4 separate regions of the Mus musculus genome follow, and all the other regions are linked to region 4. The links are chromatin contacts, called in public Hi-C and HiChIP or PLAC-seq maps. All regions are on one chromosome and are shown on one strand. Each heading gives the region's core, a stretch centred on a gene start, on an enhancer-like site or on the middle of the called end of the contact. The rest is flanking DNA. Distances are from core to core; before and after follow the strand shown. Region 1 has its middle 30 kb from the start of Ndufs6. Region 2 holds the start of Fastkd3 (FAST kinase domains 3). Region 3 holds the start of Irx4 (Iroquois homeobox 4). Region 4 holds the start of Ice1 (interactor of little elongation complex ELL subunit 1).

Region 1 (3,327 bases), core at 13-2,512, 2.7 Mb after region 4:
CCTGCGGCCACAATGTCATGCTAATTAATCATGCATTTCATGTCTCTGGCTAGGATTCTGTCTTCACATACCACCTAGAGTGCGCTTTGGATGTCCCTGGAAGAAACAGGCTATGATCTTCATGTTCCTGGGTGCACACCGACACAAGTGTGAACACGTCACTTCTGCTGACAACAGCATTGCCCCCATAGGTGATGCTTACACCAGGGCACCTTCCTAAACTATACAGAGAAGTGTGGAAGACAGACATCTGGGATGACACATGCCAGAGTGCTAGAATGTTCCAAGAGCTCACAATATCTCCATTTGACTCTCTAGAGTTTTTTTTTTCTTCCACTGAGAAATCATTTTAAGAACAAGGACTCTCAGAGAAGAGGAACACATCTCAAATATCACTTAAAGAGAACACAGCACCAAATGCTATGGGTCATCTCTAGCCCAAAGAGAAAATAAATAAATAAAGCCTTTTAGGTCAGAGTCCATAAATCGCTGCCTCCCATAGCGAGCTTCATCAGGTAGACACAGGGTTTTCCTAGCTCTGTGTCCATGTCTTGAACCCCTTTCCTGTCATGAAAACAGAGCCTCATAAATCTACGAATTTACACAGTGGTTTCCACACTATGACAGGAGTCAATTCAATTGCAGTTTTGACTGCAGATAACAACATTTCTTAGTTCACTAGAATTTGATTGGTTTTTTATTGTTGTTGTTGTTTCTGAGTTAAGATTGTAGAATGATTTGAAGATTTGTGTTGATTAAAAGTCCTTGTCTCCTTCAGTTTGGAGACCAATGTATGTTCTTTATTATTTTGGTACGTTTTAAAACTAAAGTGGGGGAGGGGAGTGGGGGGAGGGTATGGGGGGACTTTTGGGATAACATTGGAAATGTAAATGAAGAAAATACCTAATAAAAAATCTAAAGTGGGATTTTTCAGTTCAAGAAAAGCATCTTTAGTTTGAATACATAGCTCACTGATACAGAGCTCTTGTGTGTAAAACCCTACATTCTATTCCCAGCACCAAAAGTATATCTTTAAAAGATTATCCAAGCCAGACATGACAATGCTCACTCGCGTACAGGATTTTTCCACTCTGGTCTATATACCAAGTTCAGGTTAGCCAGGACTACTTAGTAAGACTCTCAAAAGACAAAAATTAATGTTTTAAACATTATAATTCACACCCTTACAAACTGAATACTGCTTCTCACTTTGGTGAAATGCATGTGAATAGATACACGTTTTTGGTGGTACATGTGTGGACACACACATTGCAAAATACTGGCAGACATCTCTGTGGTGACATGAGGCCCCTTACAACTCTACCAGCACTGTCAAGTCTTTTCGTCATGAAGCAAGTGGTAGTCAAGACTAACCTTAATGGATTCCAAGAGAGTATCCAACTCATTATTGTAATGGCTTTGCCGCTATGTAGGGCATTGTCTTCTCCAGCCACTGACTACACTCCCAGAAGGAGCCCCAGCATATAGACATTCCCAAACACAAGGAGACCCAGGGCTGGAGAGATGACTCAGCCGTTAAAGGCTAGGCTTACAACACATGGAAGCCCATCTGAAGCAGGACTTCCTGTAAGACACACCAGGCTCTGGACATTTGTGAATGACATGTGTGTCATGTGGACAGCCAACCACAGGGAGATTTACTTATTTGCTTACTTATTTATTTAGATTTTTTTTCTAGACAGGGTTTCTCTGTGTAGCCCTGGCTGTCCTGGAACTCACTTTGTAGACCAGGCTTGGCCTTGAACTCAGAAATCTGCCTGCCTCTGCCTCTCAAGTGCTGGGATTAAAGGCGTGTGCCACCACTGTCCTGCCCACAGAGACTTTTAAAGCAACCATTTCTAGAGAAGGCTGGTTTTCCAATTTTCCTCCACCACTGAAGGCTACATTGTGTTTCCGGAGCTTGATGTGAATAAATGGGGATCACTGTAAAGTCTTTTATGTGTCCAGTTCATCAGTCCATGGGGATTCAAATTTTCTATTCTTAAAACACAGAAATCACTCCCTCCCTCCACACGTTCTTGATTCTTCTAGAAGACAGAGAGGCATAGACTTAATCAAACCCAAGACCAACCTATGATTGCACAAGTGCCCTGCAGCACACAATGCCATGGTTTCAGTGAATCAAGCAACTCACTTTCTTCTTTTCCATACAGGTGAGAGGCTGCTCTTCCTGGGGCTGCCAGATGTCTTTGTAGGCCACATTCAGTCAATCACCCTTGCCTTCTCCTGAAGTCTAAATGGCCATGCTACCCACTGGCTGTCAATCAGGAGGTGGGACAGGCCCTGCATAACAGCCACCAAACTGCTGTAAGAATAGACTAACAGTCATTCACATATGTCCAGAGCCTGGTGTGTCTGGGTGTCTGCACTGACGCGCTGACAGGACAGGACAGGGCCCCAGTCCTGACTGTCTTTTCATGGCCTTGCCTCTGACCACTCAGGATGCCGGATGGAAACTCCCAGCCAATGACTCTTCTATCTCTGAGGGTGACAACACTCCCCTCTCAGCCTCTCCAAAGGTCGAGCCTGATAACCAGGGACCCCAGGAGGCTTATCTGCATCCTTCCTCCCCCACTGTTCCTGAAAAGGGACAGATGTAGAGGGGCCTCTGAAGAGAGTAGATAGGTAGGTGAAGACAGGTTCAGAGAACCCTGCAACAGGACTCAGTCCACAAGTCCACAGAGTCCTCACTTCCAGAATGGCAAGGCCCCGCATTCTGTGCAAACAGAGCCACTTGCTTCATGGCTACACATCTATATCAACTATACACCAAGCAGCTGACAGAGCACAGGACAGTGTTTTTCCAGGAAATGACAGGAAAACTGTCCCCACGGTGAAAAAGGACACTGAAGGGTGATACTTCCCAACCTGTAGCTTTCTTCCCTTCTGGCCTCCAGGGACATGTGCCCCCTACACACACACACACACACACACACACACACACACACACACACACACACACACACCGCAGCCTATAGAGGGCCACTAGGTATACATGGAACATGGATACCCATCAAGTTTCCTGGCCCTCTGCGTGGTAACCACGTAGCACTGCCTTTCCTAATTTGGAGACAACTGAGTGACAGCATAGTAGACATCTGGACCTTGTGTGTGCCAGTCCTGGTAGCGAATCCCTTGGCAGCCCGCCTGACTTCAGCCTCTTTGTGTGATCTTTTCTGCAATGAAATGGGTAGGCCTGTATGTGGCCACTGGGGAGCAGTGTGCCCAAGCTACCCAGTCAGACCTTTCCTCTCCATGGTCCCCTACTTTGAGTGATATAAGGAAAGAGAATCCTCACTCTACCCT
Region 2 (3,562 bases), core at 1,051-3,550, 2.1 Mb before region 4:
ACTTTCGCTGATGGCACCAGGAGGTCAGAAGAGTTTAACACTTTTCCCTCCACATGGCACACAAGAAAAGCCCCATCTACCCCCAGACTGTTATCGAATTCTGTATTTCAGGAAAACATGAGAAGTAAACAGGCCCATTATCTGTCAAGGGACACGCTGAGCAGCAAGGCAGTACATGGGTAGGTATATGCACACACACATACACACACACACACACACACACACACACACAAGTAACATGAGCAAAGGGGTTTTACAGGGTCAAGGTGAGGCAGAAACAAAGATAAAAGAGGCCCGTGGCTCTCTAGAGTTCAAGGCCAGCCTGGTCTACAAAGAGCCCTGTTCTGTCCCAATAAACAAACACACTTTAAAACAATGAAAGAACCGAGGAGCAACAGGAGCTATCCTAGTGAAGATGGGCTGCAGTGCAATGAGGCTGTGAGGTTTTTTTTAAACCTAATTCAAATGTATAATTCTGTGTTTAGACTCAGCTAGTTGGCAGGAGGATCCAAAGTTCATTTCTCCAAAGCTACAATGTGAGTTCAAGGCTAGCTTGGGCAAACCCCCTGCAACAAAAAATGGGTATACTGCCTCATTCCACAACAAAGTACAGGAAAATGCACAGGAATAGCTGCTCTTACCTTTTCTGACTCACTGATACAGTGAAGATCTGCGGAAAACCCGTGTGACACAGCCTGCTCACTTATTTCTTCTGCTATGGCCTTTGCCTGTCCTCGCTGTGTAGCATAAAGTAACAAAAACCTTCTCATCACCTCAGGTCATCAGCTGCAACTCTAACAGTGAGACTAAAAACCACAAAAGGAAGAAAGGGGTACACTGTTTAATGAAGCAGGTAGCCCGCAGGACACCCAAACATAATTTCAAACAGCCTTCTCTAAACTTGTTCCTTAGCACTGATTTTAAACGAATCGCAGTATGAGAGAATTAAGACAGGAGGTATACAAAAGTGACGTTTTTGAATTGTCCCTGATGGCGTGAAACCCACTCTTGATTTCTAGCTACTGTTGGGTCTTGCAAGTGTCTGTCATTCATTAGTGCCTAACTATAGGAGTGATCTGCCTTTCTGCCCATTTGTACTCTGAATTAGGATCATAAGCCTGAATGGTGAAGGGGCTAAGCCATGCTCAAACACAGTGTCGCTTACAAAGGCTATTGTTTCTGCCGTTTAAAAACAAAGCAAAAAAAAAACAAAAAACAAAAACAAAAAACAAAAACAAACTGTAACTCAGCAGTTAAGAGACCACTGACTGCTCTTCCCAAGGTTCTGAGTTCAAATCCCAGCAATCACATGGTAGCTCACAACCATCCCTAATGAGATCTGACGCCCTCTTCTGGTGCCTCTGAAGACAGCTACAGTGTACTTACATATAATAATAAATAAACCTTTAGGCTGGAGCGAGCAGGATCCTCCGGAGCAAGTAAAGGTTCTGAATTCAAAGTCCCAGAAACGACATGATGGTTCACAACCATCAGTACAGCCACAGTATACTCATATATATAAAATAAATAAGTAATCTTTAAAAAACCAAAACTGTAACTGTACAATGTTCACGTGAAACTGGGGAGTTCGTGTTTCCTGCTAGATCCTAATCAAAGCACTGGTCGTCATCAAAGATGGCATCATTGCATCTATCAGTAGTCAGCGTACATGGACTTTACACAGAGACGGTATTTCTAATTCATGCCTTACCCCGGAGATAACCAAGAGAAAAAGAAGATAAAGGGCTCTGGGATTCCACACTCCGCCATTCTATCCAGTGGCTAACGCTGAGTGGTAGCCGGCCTATATAAAATTATCTTTTCCTGAGTGAATCAACTCTAGTTAGTTTCTAAGCACTTGTGGCTTATCCGCTGGGGAGCTAGGACACAAACCCTTCAAAGGTTCATCGGGAAGCACTGCCACAGACTCGACAGGACCAATGGGTGACACGTGCGAGCTCACGAGGTTTTGGGAAAGGTGGCGGAGCCGACTCCTCCCAAGTGCTCCCCGTGAACCCCACCGCGGTCCGCCTCCCAAGTGCTCCCCGTGAACCCCACCGCGGTCCGGAAAACTCAGCGGCTCATCCCCACTGCGCAGGCGCGAGTCCCGGCTCCCCCACCGCTTCCGTCGCTCCCGCCGTCCCCCGCCGAATACCTCCAGGCGCGAATTCCCGCGCGGAACCCCGTTCTCCTCCGACAGGCACAGTCCGGGAGCACTGCGCACGCGCGCGGCACAGCACGCATGCTCCGCACGACCGCCAACAGACATGCGGGCGGACCTGGGCCAATCGCTGATCGCCGGATGTGGGTGGGTGGGTGGCCTTAGTGCCGCGCACGCGCCGGAATGTTCTCCAGGTAAGGGGCAGCGTCCGTGTACGGACGCTCCCAGGGCTCGGAAGCTCCGTGTCTGTCCTGTCCCGGGTGCGGCTTGGAGCCGCTCGGTAAGTGTCTCGGGATTAGGACCCCCGGGCTTCCCCACTCGTGCTCCGTGGGCTCCGGTCCGGTCGCGCGGCGCCTGCCTCCGCCGTTGCCCTGCTCCGCTTGCTTTTCTGTGATTGTGCGTGAGCCCCAGCCCAGCTTCTCAGCGCGAATTACCATGCTTTGCCCGGCTCATACCCGGAGTTTGAATCTTGTCGGCTGCTCCTCCTCTCTCGCAATTATCAACATTGACGTTCCCTTTCCCCATCACGTGAGTGTCGAGATTTGGAGGTAGAATCTGAATTCCAGCTCTTCCTCTTCGCGCCCAGCTTCACTGTACACAGAGGTGGTTTCCTTGGGCTGCAGGGTCCTTAGCGGGAAAAGCGTCAACCAGACGAACTGAATTACAGTAACCTAGCCCATAGGCAGGACTTAAAGTAAGGGCTGGGCAGCGATCGCAGTTAGGGTTAGGAGCCAGCATCTCGCCCAGACACAGTGAAGCCACAGGAAGTCAGCCCTATGATGCTTCAGTCTACCCGACAACACTAAGGTGTTCAAGGGCCACTGAAAAGAAATTTCAGAATGAGCCAGAGCGCAGCAAGGTCAATGAGTTCTGATTACTCAAAAAATAGCCTTTTTTGAAAACTGAAGAGACGCGTAAGCCTGAAAGCCTGAGTAGTAACTTATGTATAGGATTATGGGGTTTGGGGGGCTATTTAATCAGCAGCCAACTTTAAACATATTAAAGGAGACATGCCTTGGTGCACACCCTTCACTTTGTCCATAGAACATGGCCTTTGAAGAGGAATTACGTTGTGGTAAAACATTAATCTGAGATCCTTACATACACATAGGACTCAAGGAGTTTAGATATAAGGCATAGTTCATTTAAAAAAAAAAACCTAGTGACACTGCCTAGAAAGGGGTGTGCATGTCTTCTACCGGTGCCTTGTCTAGTTATGGTGCAACTGTTGGGTGTCAGCCAATTGGGTGTGGCAATCAGGACCAGGAGAGTGGGGACCCCCTTCCCAGGCTTTCTCTTGTTTCCTGGCTCGGTGGGAAAAGTAAACCTTGGTTTTTAAAATATTTTTGCAAGGTTCTTTTTTTTTTTTAATCTTTGTCATGGGATACTCATTCTTAGTTT
Region 3 (3,263 bases), core at 682-3,181, 2.6 Mb after region 4:
CTAAATTAGGAGATGGCACCTGCTCTTCCTCCCATGGAAGGCTCCAGAGCTCCAATTAAACTCCTATGCTGGGGTGGGGTCGGGGGATGGGTGCCACCCATGTGGGCTGGGTCATGAAGATAACACAGGCCATGATTTGTGCAAATGGTGTTTCTAGACTGTGGCTGGTACTTTGGGAAGCCTCGGTGAGCATGAAATGAGTCAAGTCAGCTAAGGTTGTAACACTCATGAACACATACATGCACCTTGCTTGTTTTAACTTTAAATGGAAGCTAAGGCTCACGGGAGAGGTACCCATGGGCCCGTCTCTGTCTATGCAGTGAAGTGCAAGGAGGTTCCTACAAACCCTAAAAAGAGCCCCAAAACAAGGGGGAAACCAGAAATGCCTGCTCCTTCCCTGGGAGCAGGCATGCCCCTATTCTCTACTTCCTTCTAGTTGGAATTAGACAAGTCTTCCCACCTTCCAAATGGATGCCTCCATCCTTCCTTAAATAAATAAAAACCCCTCCCCCATTTGCCTCCCAGGCTTGAAACAGAAGGGACAAGACCCAGAATCCAGGTCCCCTCTCCTAGCTTATTGGGGGCTATACCGGTGGCCTAGCAGGTTTCCAAAGCAGCCAGAGATTAAAGTAGTATCCGACCTACAGCAGCCCCTGGAACTCCAACTCAGCCTGGCTGGGCACTGCTGGATGGGTGAGGTCTGCAGCCACAGATCAGCTACAGGCTGCTGGGGAAGCAAGCAATTTGGAATTACCCCTCCAGCAGCTGCAAAGAGCTCCGAAGGGGTGGGGGGGGAGCAAAGGGGGAAAAATCAGAGATAACTTTCTCCGAGGTTATCTAACCCAACAAATCTCAAAGGTCATTGAACTGCTGTGGGTGAAGAGAAGTAAGTTGGGTCTTTGAAGTGAAAACTATGCAGGAGGAAGGGGTGTCCTGCAGAAGCCCTGGGGCTCTACAGGCCACAGCCCCTTCCTGCTCTAACTGGACAGGTGGTGCTCACACCGGGCCTCTCTCCTATACTGAGACCTTTGTAGGGCAGCAAGTCCACAAAAGGAGTCTTCAAGGGAGCGAAAGGCAAAGGCTCTGATACTGAACAGGAGGTGAGAGGGGTTCTGAGCCTGGACCTACCACTCCTGTCTTGGGCTCCAGCCTCAGGCTAAAGAAACCAGTGAACATCTGTCCTCTTTTGTGTTCCAGGTCAGAGGCCCAGCTGGATCCTGATAGTCCTGAGTAAGCTCCCGCCCAGAAAGGTCACAGATCTACTGGGATCCTCAGCAGTTTCTGTCAAATTGGACTACGGATTCCTCTTGCTCAAGTCTGTGAGGAAGACTTGCTGCCCAAACAGCCAAGAGCCAGGTTGGTTGGGACTATTGTGACCACAAGAAGGGAACCAGAACTGCTGCATTACAGTGGGTGGTGTGTGTGGAAAGTCGGGAAAAGTGACGGGGGGGGGGGTGCTTGAAAGCCCATTTTACTCCCAAGGATAGCATTGTGAGGGCAGAGTAGGTAGGGTCTGCGAAGAGGAATCTCTGTCCTAAGAGTTGAGGAGGCACATTTCCCAAGCAGACAGCATGGGTAAGGAAAGGAAACCATTTAGAGACCGGTCCGCGTGCCCAAGGCCTCTGGATCCACAGGGCAGGCCAAGCATTTGATCAAACCAGGGACCAATGTCCTCTGCTGTCCTGGTAGGGTTGGGCTGTCCTCTTAGGGCCCAGGCATTCTCGCCAAACCATTCTGAGGAGGCCAAGCCTGAACCCTCACCCTCAGGAACCCCTCATGCCAGCCCCTACACCCGCGCACCCGGTGCGCGGCCAGGGCGGAGGGGAAAGTTGGCAAGCGTTGGGCGCCCGCGGGGGGAAAGCGTTAATGGGCGGCCGGGTGGGAGCAACTCGCTCGCTCGCCCACGTCACGCCGGTGCGGGCTCGGCTGACGACCGCGGCGCCTGGGGACGCCGGCGCGCTCTGCTCTCCAGGTGCTCCGCCTGGAAATGTCTCCATTAGTTGTCGCTTGCTCCCCGCCGGAGCGCGCGCGCCCAGCGGCCGCGCAGAGCCCTAGCGGGCAGCCAGGAGTGGCCCGGCGCCACTGCAGGTAGGCAAGGTCCCCACGCCCGCCCCCTCCCGGGGTTCCGAGACCCCTCCCCCCCTTTCGAGGAGGCGGAGGAGGCAGAGGCTCCGCGCGGCCGCCGAGGGGCGCGGGCGGCGGAGGCGGCGGCGGCAGCGGCGGCGGTGACTCCCCGGTGCGTCCCGGGCTGCGCGCTGCTCCCGGAGGCCCTGGCGCCTAAGCGGCGCGGGCCGGCTCTTTCCTGGCGCAGGTAAGAAATTGTTTCTGCTGCTCAAACTTTGCGAGGATCGCTCTTGCGCCGGAGGGGACAAAGTTTGCTTCTAGCGGATAGAGGCTTTGGAGGTCGCTGCATTTGATGCAAGTTTTTGGTAAGCGGATGGGAAGGACCCGGCATCCGGGTACGGGATGCTCGGGTCCCCGCGGACCGTGTTGGCTTGCGAGGGATAGAACAGCTTGTGCTGTTGGACCCCCTGAGTGCGCTCCTTCCTTCCTTTGGCGGCGCCGAACGAACGAACGTTCCGTGGGGGTGCAGTAGGAGAGCTGAGGAAGAGAGGGCCAGAAAGGAGGGCATTGGGGGAAGCAAACGGGAATTTCAACGCGTGTCCCAGCAGCTCACCCCACTGGCTGAGGAAAGGGAGCAGTGGTTGACTGCTAAAGAATGATCTGAGGCAAGGGGAGGGTGCCCGCACCACGCAGCATCTCTGGCACCTAGGGCGTCTTTCTGAGCCTACACCAGTTGAGTGTCCAAAGTGGACCCAGGCATCCCAAGCTCCGGCCTAGCCTCAGACAAAAAGGCTCTTTCTTGGTGCCTGGCTTCTGTTTTGGCCTTGTGTTGTACTCAACTTCTCTCTGGGATAGAATAAGCTCCCACGGAGCTCTTGGTGTAGCTAAAAAGTGCTCCGAGGATCACTCTGGAGAGCCGGGACTTAGGTGGTGGCAGGAATATCAAGGCCAGATCCGCCTTCCTACAAGCTCTCACCAGTTCTGTGGCCATTATCAACCCTAGACTCCCAATTCTTGGGGCTAACTGCTCCCTGCTCCACCCCTTTGGTATCTGATCAGGCCTTCGGTCTCTGATCTCTTGAAGCCCTCTCCAAAGGTGATCAGTTGCCCACACTGCAGGAAGCCAAGTGGTCTGGCTACTGCTAAATGGTGGTTTATATTTAGGGGCCCTAAGAGTTTCTAGTCACAGCATGAAGCAT
Region 4 (3,079 bases), core at 159-2,658:
AAAATCTCAGCAGCCAAAAGCCTGGTCCTTACCCACTCTCCCCTCCTACTTTTGCCTGTTTGTTACCAATATGTTGCTTCTAATGTAACTTTCCTCTTCTCTTTGCGTACATTGTTATAAACTAGCAGGGGATCAAAAAATTTGAGTAAATAGGCTCAAAACACAAATATGGTCCATTAAAGAAGCGTTCCATTCAGAATCTTTTAAGGGAGGGGAGGGTTATAAGATGCCTACACGATGTGGCCTAGCTACAACATGGCTTGACTCTCCATCTTCTCTATGAGAGTGCCAAACCATTTCCTATTCTCCAAGCAACTAGAACATACGAATCGGCGCAGAGACATTGCACTTTACAATAAAAAGCAAACTTCCACAGATAGCTAGCTAGTCTGCATCCCTTATCTCGTCTCACCAACCCCGAGGCTGCCACAGGCTTTGCTCATCAAACATCAAGAAACCGTCCCACTTGTTAAAACCGATCTCCAGAGCTACTTTTCAACATTCACAACTCCCACTGCCTCAACACCACCTCACCAGAACCCCCTGACATCTTCCATTATTTCCTTCCCAACATCTAAAATCCTGTCGAGTCGTACTTGCGCACGTTCATCTTATCCGTGTCCAGGTGGTTTACCAGAATATGAACAGTGCTTAGAACACTGGGTAGAAAGGGGATGAACTGAACGGGAGCAAGGGCAAGTTCCGTTTTGCCACTGACAATAGGTGAATGGAACTCTAAGACAGAAAGCTGTGCGAGTCTCCAGCCCTGAGCACTGGGGACTATTTCTATTGCATCAGTAAAACCTAGAACCCATCTGCAGCGATCCATTGTTAAGAACAGGACATGACACTGTAACAAACTACCTAGACCCACGTATGTTTATTGGACAATTTTAATCAGACAACTAACATGCTACTTAACAAAAGCTAAGCTTGGCAGTATATTAATAGATACGTGTAAGCTAAAATGCAGTTCCGTTCCGGAATCTTGGAAGTCTAGCGACCTGGGCACGCAACATAAAACCCTTGCCTTCAAACAACAAATAATTAGGAGTGCGAGGAGGCCTTCATCACAGAGAGGAAGATTCCCTCCGCGCGTAGACAGCGTCACCCACCAACCAAACTGGGCCCTGCAAACCCTGAGTCGGGAAGACGAGGAGTCCTGAAGAGCACGCTCACTCTGTCCGCCGCCGGCATCGCAGCAGCTGAACCAATTCTGTCCGTGATTAAACAAAGCACCGGCACCCGCCCCCAAAACGGCGCAAAAGGGTCAGCCAGGGATCCTGCGTACCTGCTGCAGGGAGGCGCAGCCCTGACACCGCGCGAGGTCGGCTGGCCCGGGCGCCGCCGGGTGCGTCTCGCCGGGCATCATGGTGCTGCGGCCCGGCCTGCAGGGCGCGCGCTCAGGGGCCCGCTGCCTCGGCCCTGCTCCGCCGCCCCAGCCACCGCCAGCCTGGCCGCTTCCCGCCGGGCGCGGGCAGGTCCATGCGTGCGCCAAGGTCCCCGTGGAGCCGGCCTAGGGCTCAGACCAGCGAAGCAGCCCAGGGCACTTGAGAGCGGCGCAGCCCCGAGGGCCCAAAGCGACGACAGCACACGAGGTCCCCGCCCCACCCAGCCCCGCCCCCCGTCGGGGCTGCCCGCAGATCCGCCTGATCAAAAAGCCAGAACGAAGCGTGGTCGTACAAAAAGCAAAGCCTTAGGACACATCTTGGAAGAGATGAACAAGAGCCAGGGCCTGCCTTCACGAACTGTCTGTGCATCTGTCAGCTGCCTCATTACAGGCCCTGTGTAGACGCCTAAATCCCTTCAGCCTCCAAGGGGCGGGGGTTTTGCGATGTCATTGGCATGCCGACCACCGAAGGAGGACCCGAGCCTGGGTTTGGAAAGTGCGAACGCTTCTTGCAGAGCTACTGCACTATTCTCCCAGTAGACAGGCAGGGAGCGGAAGAAAAACTACAATTCCCGGAGTGCCTCGCAGCGGCAGGGTGAGCACCGCCTGGAGGCCAACCTCTAGGGCTCCATGCTCTGCTACTAACGTGTGGGGTGTGTCTGCACGCAGCCAACCAGACAAACCCCTTCGAGCCGGTTTCCCAGTCATCTTCACCCTTAGGCTGGAGAGGTGGAAAGAAGAAATCCTCATTCAGCTTTAAAAGCCACTTGAAATCAGGGCTTGAACTCTCGCTGACATCCTAGCATTGTATCCACTCTCCTCAGAAACTTTGTTGCCATCAGTATCTGTCTACTAGGAAGTTTCTGGCGGCTCCTCATCTTCTGGTTACAAAGTCCCAATCTCAACAACAGTGTTGCATTTATTAGTGAGGGTTCTCTAGAGTCACAGAACTTATGGGTAGACTCTATATAGTAAGGGAATTTATTGATGACTTATACTCTGTAGTCCAACTCGCCAACAATGGTCAGCAGCAGCTGTGAATGGAAGTCCAACGATCTAGCAGTTGCTCAGTTCCACAGGGCAAGCAGGCAAAGAAGAGAGAGCCTATCTTTCTTCATCTAATGTCCTTATGTAGGTCTCTAGCAGAAGATACGGCCCAAATTAAAGGTGTGTGTCACCATGCCTGGATCTGGGACTTGCTTTGTCCCAGATGACCTTGAACTCAGAGAGCTTCCAATCTTAATCTCTTGGGATTCATAGCCAGTATATGCCTCAAGATCTCCACGATAGGGGCTGGTCAGATGGCTCAGCGGGTAAGAGCACCTGACTGCTCTTCCGAAGGTCCAGAGTTCAAATCCCAGCAACCACATGGTGGCTCACAACCATCCGTAACAAGATCTGACTCCCTCTTCTGGTGTGTCTGAAGACAGCTACAGTGTACTTACATATAATAATAAATAAATCTTAAAAAAAAAATCTCCACGATAAGATCCAGGTCAGAAACTTGTATCTCCCAGCCACCAGATTAGGATCACAGGTGAGCCTTCCAATTCTGGATTGTAGTTCATTCCAGATATAGTCAAGTTGACAACCAGGAATAGCCACTATAATTTATTAAGAGGGCATCCAGACCCTGCACATCTGTCCTAAGCCTCGGGATGGAAAATGCAACTCAAAACCCTCACACCC

The links. A called contact is a pair of places that touch in the nucleus more often than the background predicts. HiChIP or PLAC-seq counts read pairs in DNA pulled down with a chosen protein or histone mark.
Region 1: an H3K27ac HiChIP or PLAC-seq map of acute myeloid leukemia shows a contact between it and region 4, with 12 times the contacts expected there. The contact joins the enhancer-like site here to the promoter of Ice1 in region 4. A contact is called at or near these places in 3 of 39 promoter capture datasets (liver and pre-B cells), 3 of 484 Hi-C or Micro-C datasets (CD8 T cells and the G1E-ER4 cell line) and 2 of 115 datasets of contacts at active chromatin or transcription factors (acute myeloid leukemia and large pre-B cells).
Region 2: a contact with region 4 is called in a Hi-C map of CD8 T cells, with 4 times the contacts expected there. The contact joins the promoter of Fastkd3 here to the promoter of Ice1 in region 4. A contact is called at or near these places in 2 of 39 promoter capture datasets (liver and pre-B cells), 13 of 484 Hi-C or Micro-C datasets (CD4 T cells, CD8 T cells, Th1 cells and 9 more), 4 of 115 datasets of contacts at active chromatin or transcription factors (astrocytes, bone marrow-derived dendritic cells, double positive thymocytes and 1 more) and 2 of 9 other capture datasets (adipose tissue and liver).
Region 3: an H3K27ac HiChIP or PLAC-seq map of acute myeloid leukemia shows a contact between it and region 4, with 12 times the contacts expected there. The contact joins the promoter of Irx4 here to the promoter of Ice1 in region 4. A contact is called at or near these places in 4 of 115 datasets of contacts at active chromatin or transcription factors (acute myeloid leukemia, embryonic forebrain, embryonic stem cells and 1 more).

Annotation. Positions count from the first base shown.
Region 1 is chr13:73,296,404-73,299,730 of GRCm38.p6, forward strand. No RefSeq gene overlaps it. Among named protein-coding and RNA genes, the nearest start is that of Ndufs6, 30 kb to the right of the region's middle. RefSeq lists an enhancer at 1,871-3,327. Within about 2 kb of position 1,263, at least 4 of the 459 cell types and tissues checked have an H3K27ac peak or open chromatin away from gene starts, as enhancers often do. A contact at or near this core is called in acute myeloid leukemia, where this site is marked.
Region 2 is chr13:68,579,910-68,583,471 of GRCm38.p6, forward strand. It overlaps Fastkd3 (FAST kinase domains 3), which reads left to right and starts at 2,301. Exons shown (of 7, transcript NM_027123.5): 1 at 2,301-2,441. It overlaps Mtrr (5-methyltetrahydrofolate-homocysteine methyltransferase reductase), which reads right to left and starts at 2,260. Exons shown (of 15, transcript NM_172480.3): 1 at 2,156-2,260; 2 at 642-806. The coding sequence starts at 770.
Region 3 is chr13:73,258,566-73,261,828 of GRCm38.p6, forward strand. Irx4 (Iroquois homeobox 4) reads left to right here and starts at 1,932. Exons shown (of 6, transcript NM_018885.2): 1 at 1,932-2,311.
Region 4 is chr13:70,636,226-70,639,304 of GRCm38.p6, forward strand. It overlaps Ice1 (interactor of little elongation complex ELL subunit 1), which reads right to left and starts at 1,409. Exons shown (of 19, transcript NM_144837.3): 1 at 1,292-1,409. The coding sequence starts at 1,372.